Regions from separate parts of the Mus musculus genome. Here regions 1 and 3 are each linked to region 2. Evidence: chromatin contacts called from public HiChIP or PLAC-seq data. All regions are on one chromosome and are shown on one strand. Each heading gives the region's core, a stretch centred on a gene start, on an enhancer-like site or on the middle of the called end of the contact. The rest is flanking DNA. Distances are from core to core; before and after follow the strand shown.

Region 1 (2,700 bases), core at 151-2,650, 470 kb after region 2:
ACCTCAGTTAATCAAATCTAGACTGTCCATCACAAGTATGCTCAGAGGCTAACCTGATCTCTAGACCATCCCTTCTAGGGTATCTAGAGGCTTGTCTCCTCTGTGATTCTAAATCCTATCAAGTTGTCAATGGAGATTAGACCATCACAATAGCCTGTCTGATAACAGCTATTGTAGAGGCCTGAGTTTGAAGTAGGCGTTTCTAGTGAAAATCTTTGCATTTCTTCTTTTTGTTTTTGCTTTTGTTTTTTGTTTTTAAATCATGCTGTCTTACTCCAAAAAAACCAATGTTAGCTTTGGGAAATAAAAGTATGTAGATAATTATAACTAAGCAAAAGACTCAGGAGTGGGATTCTCTGAATAACTTTCGAGCCCTTTCTAGAAGGTTTATATTAGGCCAAGCCACTCCATGGCCACTCCACTTACTGCTGGGAGAATCACTTCAAATGTTTCTTTCAGCCTCCCCAATGACCTCACCATGAAGAGCACAGAGCGTGTAGAAAAGCGCGAAAGGGGAGAGGGTGTGATCTCTCTTTTCTCAGCAACACCTTGCTTTCTTACTTCATTTAGAAATCTGCCAGGGTGGATCCCTGGATATGGCAGTCTCTACATGGTCCATCCTTTCATCTCAGCTCCAAACTTTGTGTCTGTAACTCCTTCCATGGGTGTTTTGTTCCCAATTCTAAGGAGGGGCATAGTGTCCACACTTCAGTCTTCTCTTGTGAGACTATGCCGGGGCCTAGCAAACACAGAAGTGGATGCTCACAGTCAGCTAATGGATGGATCACAGGGCTCCCAATGGAGGAGCTAGAGAAAGTACCCAAGGAGCTAAAGGGATCTGCAACCCTATAGGTGGAACAACATTATGAACTAACCAGTACCCCGGAGCTCTTGACTCTAGCTGCATATGTATCAAAAGATGGCCTAGTTGGCCATCACTGGAAAGAGAGGCCCATTGGACACGCAAACTGTATATGCCCCAGTACAGGGGAACGCCAGGGCCAAAAAAAAAAAAAAAAAAACAAAAATGGGAATGAGTGGGTAGGGAAGTGGGGGAACTCAAGGTTGGCAGAGCTTCAAGGTATGCTCATTCCCAGTTCCTGTTTGTAAAAGGTTTCTCATCTCAAATGGACTCCCACTTACCATAAAGCAGAAGTCTCAAAATAATGTGCCTCAAAATTCCTCTGTGTCATCCTTCACCTTGGGAAACCCGCTTGTTCTGAAATATGTGGGGGCTTGCCTTGGGTTCTTAAACTTTAATACATGAACATTTTGTGGATCAGTGACATATAGTTGGTTCTTGATTCAGTTCAAGTGAACACATTATGGACTTCCTGCCTCTCCCCCATCTGTCTCATACCCTTCTCAGGTCTCTGGGAGGCGAATTTCCCTATATTCAACCAAGTGGGCCTCTCATGAAGAACAGAGCAGGTCATAGCCCAAACTCTGTGATCCAGACATTGTGACTGTCCTCAGACCTTTGAAGACTGGGAAATGTAGAGATTATAAAGCTGGAAGTGACCTCAAGAGATGACCTCATCCAGCCATCTGCCTTTGTCATCTGTCAGACGTTATCTCAATTTTCAGGATGAGGTAACTGGGACTTTGGGAGGTGATGTGACCAACCCAAGGTCATGTACTCAGGAAGTGAGCTGAGCATGGTGGCCTACATCCAGGCAAAATAAACTGCTCCTTTCATTAGGCAATTAGCTTTTCTTTTGTGATAGTTAAGAAAATGCTCAGAATTTTCAAATTAAGCTGTAAACCAAGAAAAAGTGGTACAGAAATGAGGTTGAGAGTTAAAGAGGAAACCAAGGTAAGAGGGGCTCCCAGTGAAAAGTGGAAGGACAAAGATGGTAAAGTTTGCTGATTTTGTACAGAATAAATTGTAAAAACGGTATTTTATATTTTGAGTGGTCTTTAGAATTTTGTTATAATGAATGTGGGGGGGAGGAGAGAAAATAATATACACATTATATTTATTATTTCACTTGATTCCCCTTTGAAGAAAACTAATAAGAATGAAACTAACAGTTTCCCAGTCCCTCCCCCTCAAACACCACGTTTCATGTAGTTTACGAATCTGTGTCATAAACTAGAAAATACCCCCATAGTACCTGGCATAGCATCCTAAAGTCAAATACATTGGTGCTTTTTATCCCCAAATATGCATTTTTCTCATTAAAGGGATTAGATAAAGAGTATAAAAAGTATACATCAGTTCAAGCAAGGTCCTTGCAGACAACCAAGTTCAGAGCAGGTCAGGTTTTGACATTAAATGAGTTATTTTAAAACCAAGTTCTGTTTTGAGAGATTTCTGGAATTTGAAAATGCTGGCTGATAAAGGATTGGGGATCCAAATTAATATCCGGAATTCTTATCCTATCATGTGCAAAGAAACAGAGGCTTAGAGTCTAACTAATTATCTAAGTTCTCACAGTTGAGAGCCAGCAAGGGAACCCATAGCAAAAGCCCCAGCCCCACTCACTGTCCTTATGGTTGCCTCTGGGGACAGCTTTTTCCTCTCAAAGAGACCAGAGTACACTGTGAGGGCAGGGTGACCCTCACTTTGATGTATATACATGCATATACACTAAAGTCCCAAGAATGGATACATTATAAATGAGCATTAAGGAAACTATGGATATCTTGGAGGCTGTGTCAGACTGAAACCTCTCAAAAAGAGGTATGTCAAATTTA
Region 2 (2,755 bases), core at 22-2,521:
CTACAGTTCTTGACTACTGTGGAACGGAGTTGCTCAAAGGTACAGGAGTAAGTGAGCCAACTTTGAGACTTTTACTGTTTATGAAAATGTTACTTTAATAAAACAAATCTCCCATAAATTAAACATTTACTATCTCCCTAAGCTTAGAGCCTGCAGGTGGCAGTGTCTTCCTTCTCTATGCACAGTCAGCCCAGGCTTATTTCCCCTGAATGCATAGCAGACTTCCAGATCATACCACCCACCACAGCCTGGGATGGGTGGGACTGGGCAATGGCATCTAGAATTCTGAGAACTGTATCATTCCAGAGTAATGCATGAGGATTTGGAGCTTTTGAAAATGTTTTTATTTTTCTAGTTACATTTTTATCCCTTGCACAAGGCCCTCATACTGTGAGTAGCTGGAAACTAGACACAGAGGAACATACCACGCTGGCTTTAGGAGTTCAGTCTTGAGTGAATGTTCTTCACAGCGGAGGCTTCAGGCTTCCAAAGCATCCTTTGATGCAGAAAAGTTGGGGGTGAGAAGAAACATCCAGGGAAAAATATTCTAGGAACGGCATCACAGAAATGCCAAAGGGAGAGACAAACAAGTCTGCGATTGTCGCCGAAGAACCCCCAGAGATTACGCACGAATTCACTATTTCTGTATGACCCAGGTCTTGCAGATGGCCTGTGGTCACAAGGTCTCCATTTTGTCAGCAGTCAGTGACACACAGAGAGAAATTTCCCTCTGCTTTCAACCCTGTGATGCAATCATCGCTGCAGTATGATACACTCAGGACTCCCTTCTTCCTCCCAAGAGCCCACACTGGTACCTATTACTTATGGCTTCTCTGTCTTCACCCTCTGAAGCCAAGCGAAGGTCAGTGAATTGCATTTTGATTAGTCTTCCTGACTCCATCCCTCTCTTACAAACTTAAACTGTTGTCTCCAAGTTTTCAACAGAAAGAGACGGAACTCCCTGGCGATGCTCCAGCTCCAGGATGGAGAACTCCTTTCATACATGGTTTCTCAGTCTCCTCATCATATCCTTCTTTCTGCATTTGCTGGAACCCTAAACAAACCTTAACCAAAATAACGGTAGACATTTGCCTTTGTACATTTTGTTCCTTTTGAAAACAATATTACTTGTTTTCCAAGATTAAATGTCCACGGCGGAATAGTTTCCTCATTCTCCTACATGGTCGAGCTATCATTCCGTAGAGCCTACATCGCTCTGCAGTGTGATGTGCCTTCTCACACTAGAGGGAAGTGCCTGCAGCACACTGTAGGTGGAAGTGACTTCAACACACTGTAGTGTGATGTGTGTGTTTACCAGTTGCTTCTGACTCTTAGCCTGGTTTTACTTCCTTCCATTGCCCACTGATAAAACGACTAGCTTTTTTCTTAACATTTTCACTTATATTACAATTAGAGAATTAATAGAGACTTAGTTCTTTGACAAATTTTATCTTAAGAATATTTTAATGAATTAAATTTGTTCCCTGACACTTCATACCTGTATACAATGTGTTCTAATTACCCTCGCCTCCCACTCCTGTCAACCTGCCGGCCTCCCTTTTCCAGGTGTCCTTTTGTTTTATTTTGTGACCCACTGAGTCTTTAATCACAGACTTGGAACTCTCCACTGGAGCCTGGTGGGCTCACCAGTGGGTACCCAACTAAAGGCAATGTCTCTCCCTCCACCTGCTTCTGTTTGTAGCCAGTATTCAACAGGGAGGAGCAGGGTCCCACAGGGCCCTCCCTACCATGACTGACTGCTGACAGGGCAAGTCTTGTACAGGAAATTGCAGAAAATAAAGAGAAAGGGGACTGTTTTATTCTTCTTCATACCCTAAGGCCCAGCAGAGAGGTAGGCAGTGGATGATAAATAAGTGTGCCTGTGCTTCTAATCAATTAATCCTCCTTGAGATAGCACTTTCTTCGCTTTCCCTAGTGAAACCTCCTTTTTCTACCTTAGACTTTCCCCTTCTGGGCATTATTTGACTTGGCAAGTCAATAAAATGGCTTGACTTTTATAAGAGAGAGGTTGGTGTGAAGAGAAAGGCAGAAATGTTGATGCAAAGACTCGTGGGAAGTGAACTGCTAGTTTCCACGGGTCCTGAGTGTCACCAACATCGTTTTCAGCCTCATCACTGTCACCTGTTGTTCCAGACATCTTTTTTTGCCTTCTTAGATAAATTGACCTTTTTTTTAATAATCACGCTTCAAATGTCTTTTTTTTTTTTAACTTCATCCCCTGTTCTATGTTCTATTGCATTAGTAATACAGCACGGCCAGTGTGCACTTTGCCCGCTGTCTTCAGCAGCTGACCTAAAGGGAGGTTTTGAACATGGCCCTGTTTTAATGTGAAGGTCTGGCTCAGTGTGCATTTAAATTCACCTGTGCTATTGGTTCCTTCTTCCTCCAGGCTGAAGGTCTGTGTCTCTCGGAACATGTCATAGGCTCTCCTGATCCCTGAGTACACAACGCTGTCCAGTGGTACATGTTAGCACTACTCCTTATGATCCCTGAGCACACACCACTGTTCATTGGTGAGTGTTAGCACTACTCCCTGTGATGATGAGGGAGGAATACAGAGAAACCCAGAGGCAGGCAATTGTGGGAAGGCCCCATGCCAAGAATGTTAAACAGTCTTCATAAGGTGACACTTGGTCAGCTAACCTGGGTCATCAATGTCAATGATGATGGTGAAGCGTAGCTCTCATTGTAGCTGTGGGAGACGAAGAAAAGACAGTGCAGTGTCATATCCTTT
Region 3 (2,700 bases), core at 163-2,662, 350 kb after region 2:
TTTAAGGAATAGAAAGTCCATTACACACGCAGTGATTCAATATGGCTTATCCATGACTCAGAATTGGTTTGATCTACCTTTTTCAACTTGCACAGCCAGGCAGGACTCATTTTCTTTGTCTTCCTCTGAAGTCCTCATTCCTTTTTGAAAAGTTCTTTCAGCCCACCAGATAGGCATGTGATACATTTGCTGAGCTGAGGTATATGGGTAATTTGTGATTAGAAATTCTACTCAAGGATACTTACTAGGTGTATGGGCTGTTAGCTTTAGGGACCTCAGCAAATAGTGTGCCATGTCTTGATCTTCCAGGGAGGAAACTCGGGACAGTTGGGTGGGTTGTCAGCTACATCTCAAAATTGTATATGCACTAAGAACTCAGAAGTGCCATGCCATCTTTCAGGGAATCCACGGAAGTAATTTGGCCTTACTGATGTTTCTCACACATATCACGCTGAATCACAGATGTAAGGCTGGAAAGTACCTTAAAGGCATACTCTCTTTTCTCTCTGTCTGAACTTGTCATTGTCTCTACCAAATCCTCCTAGGCCTTCTGCAACCCCAGAAAAACCCCTGTGTGGTGAGGAACATACTGACCTTCACAGCCTTACTATTGCCTGTTGATTACATAAATACATAGTCTTCTCAATTCAGCTTTATGTGACCGATTTTCTAATAACTGAACACTCGCATTTGCTTTGAGAGCCCTTGGATTCACCTTGGTCTTTGGGCTTTTCATTCCTGATCCCTTTTGTGAGGCTTCTGTCATGTTGTCCAATAGATTGTCTGATGCATAGCCTGGTCTGACCAGAAAAAACTTGAGCATAATGATTTTAGGACTAGGTATTTCGCCAGACACCATTAACATTTCCCCCCAATAGAACTATTAGATTGCTGACTCTATTTATTCACTATAGTTTCAAACCCTATTCTCTAGCCTCATTCAGATCCATTGCTTTGATTACAGCACTATACATATTAACACACACACACACACACACACACACACACATATACATATCTTACATATGTAGATCATTCAGTGAGTTTAGATTTCACTCCACTGCCATCACGACTCTTAGGACTAGCCTTACCTTGGTCACCTCTACTTGCAAAAACGGGAATATCAAATTTGGCACATCTTAGATTTTGATCACTATTTGCTTTCCTCTATCTTCTGCTCCCTAAATAATCTGCTTGCCTTGACTATGATGATGAGACACACCACCATCATATGACAGGAGATGCAGTTCAGAAACCCTGCCACTCAGCTGTGGGTCTTCCCTGTTCCCGCAGAACTCACAAAATTCACTTGTTTTTTCCCCAGAAATTTTGACTTCCATCTTGTGGTTTGTTCCTGGCTGTCAGTCTGTCTTGCCTGGGTCTCGCTTCTACTTTCCAACAGTGCCCAGGTTCCTCTTTCTAGGGCTCTTATCATATTACTTCCTTTTAAAAACTGCTCAGTAAGCTCCCCTTCTTCTTACAATAAAATCTAATCACTTAACATTTTAGAGACCTCCCCTATGTGGCTGACTGTACATTCTCTCAGTTCCTTTAGGAAGTCATGCTATACTCTGCTTTATCAGGAACATTCCACTGTGCCCCTCTCTCCTACTTCCAAGTCATTTTTTTCTTTTAAGACTACAGTGTAAATGTCACTGATTGGAGGTGTGGAAGCCATCTTCAGACAATTCTGCACCCCAGCACAGTTTATCCTGTCATAACACCTGGCTTGACACTTAAACTCTGCTACTTTATTGGACTGCTTCATTAGTGGGTTCCATGTACTGTGACATAGGCAGGCATCACCTTAGGTACATACAGTGCCTAGTATGGGGGCAGGTAGAACAGGTGTTTAGAATTTTCCCATAGAAGGAACAAAGTGCTGCTGTCAACATTTATATTTCTAGCTTTGCTCAGTGCCTAAGACTTTCTTTATGAGTATCTAAACTGTCATTATTAGCAGCATAACATGTATGTATATATGAATATATAAATACACAATACACATAAAAATAAACACACAAATATATATTTGAGATGGGATGCTGTTATGCAGTCCACATCAAGCTTAAATTTGCAATCATCTTGGCTCAGCTGCTCAAGTATGCGTGGCTCACCAACAATGTTAATAAGACAATAATTTGCTTATTCATTAAAGGGATGGACACATATGTCGAGGTGATGCTGAGAGGTATTTGATTTGTGGTTGGAGAACCAGAGGCACTGGGAGAGGGGAAGATGAGGATAGATTTAGCCCTGGGATTTGCCTCTGAGCCTCACAAATGAGTGACGTTGCATGATGCCTTTTCTTCACCCATGATGCTAGTGGCTACGATAGATGCACAAACATTGTGTGTGTGTGTGTGTGTGTGTGTATTACGCACATGTTACACGTTTTAAAGATGTCTTTTCTTGGAGAATTTCTTGGGTTTTTTTTCTTTTATAGTATTTGATGTTGGTCTGACCATGATTAGATGACTGATATTTCCTGTCTAGGAATGAAACTACTATCCACTGAAGCCATTGTAAAACTTTCAGAAGTTTTGAGCATAATTAAGTGACCCTTCTAAAATATCTAAATACTTAATGCATTTTCTCTTTTTGTGAATTCAATGACTTATATCATTTTACTAGTGAAGTATTAAAAATAATTTATAATATGACTCCTTGTAAGAGCCAGTCAGATATATAAATAATTGA

Evidence for each region. HiChIP or PLAC-seq counts read pairs in DNA pulled down with a chosen protein or histone mark.
Region 1: a contact with region 2 is called in an H3K27ac HiChIP or PLAC-seq map of bone marrow-derived dendritic cells, with 3 times the contacts expected there. The contact joins two enhancer-like sites. A contact is called at or near these places in 1 of 15 datasets of contacts at CTCF or cohesin (pro-B cells), 6 of 484 Hi-C or Micro-C datasets (B cells, the C2C12 cell line, adipose-derived mesenchymal stem cells and 3 more) and 3 of 115 datasets of contacts at active chromatin or transcription factors (bone marrow-derived dendritic cells, heart atrium and trophoblast stem cells).
Region 3: a contact with region 2 is called in an H3K27ac HiChIP or PLAC-seq map of bone marrow-derived dendritic cells, with 4 times the contacts expected there. The contact joins two enhancer-like sites. A contact is called at or near these places in 1 of 15 datasets of contacts at CTCF or cohesin (pro-B cells), 1 of 484 Hi-C or Micro-C datasets (cranial neural crest) and 1 of 115 datasets of contacts at active chromatin or transcription factors (bone marrow-derived dendritic cells).

The regions. Positions count from the first base shown.
Region 1 is chr2:124,454,926-124,457,625 of GRCm38.p6, reverse strand. It overlaps a transcript of Sema6d not described here. Among named protein-coding and RNA genes, the nearest start is that of Sema6d, 200 kb to the left of the region's middle. Within about 2 kb of position 1,400, at least 5 of the 459 cell types and tissues checked have an H3K27ac peak or open chromatin away from gene starts, as enhancers often do. A contact at or near this core is called in bone marrow-derived dendritic cells, where this site is marked.
Region 2 is chr2:124,926,072-124,928,826 of GRCm38.p6, reverse strand. No RefSeq gene overlaps it. Among named protein-coding and RNA genes, the nearest start is that of Gm39920, 130 kb to the right of the region's middle. Within about 2 kb of position 1,271, at least 23 of the 459 cell types and tissues checked have an H3K27ac peak or open chromatin away from gene starts, as enhancers often do. A contact at or near this core is called in bone marrow-derived dendritic cells, where this site is marked.
Region 3 is chr2:124,574,938-124,577,637 of GRCm38.p6, reverse strand. It overlaps a transcript of Sema6d not described here. Among named protein-coding and RNA genes, the nearest start is that of Sema6d, 77 kb to the left of the region's middle. Within about 2 kb of position 1,412, at least 9 of the 459 cell types and tissues checked have an H3K27ac peak or open chromatin away from gene starts, as enhancers often do. A contact at or near this core is called in bone marrow-derived dendritic cells, where this site is marked.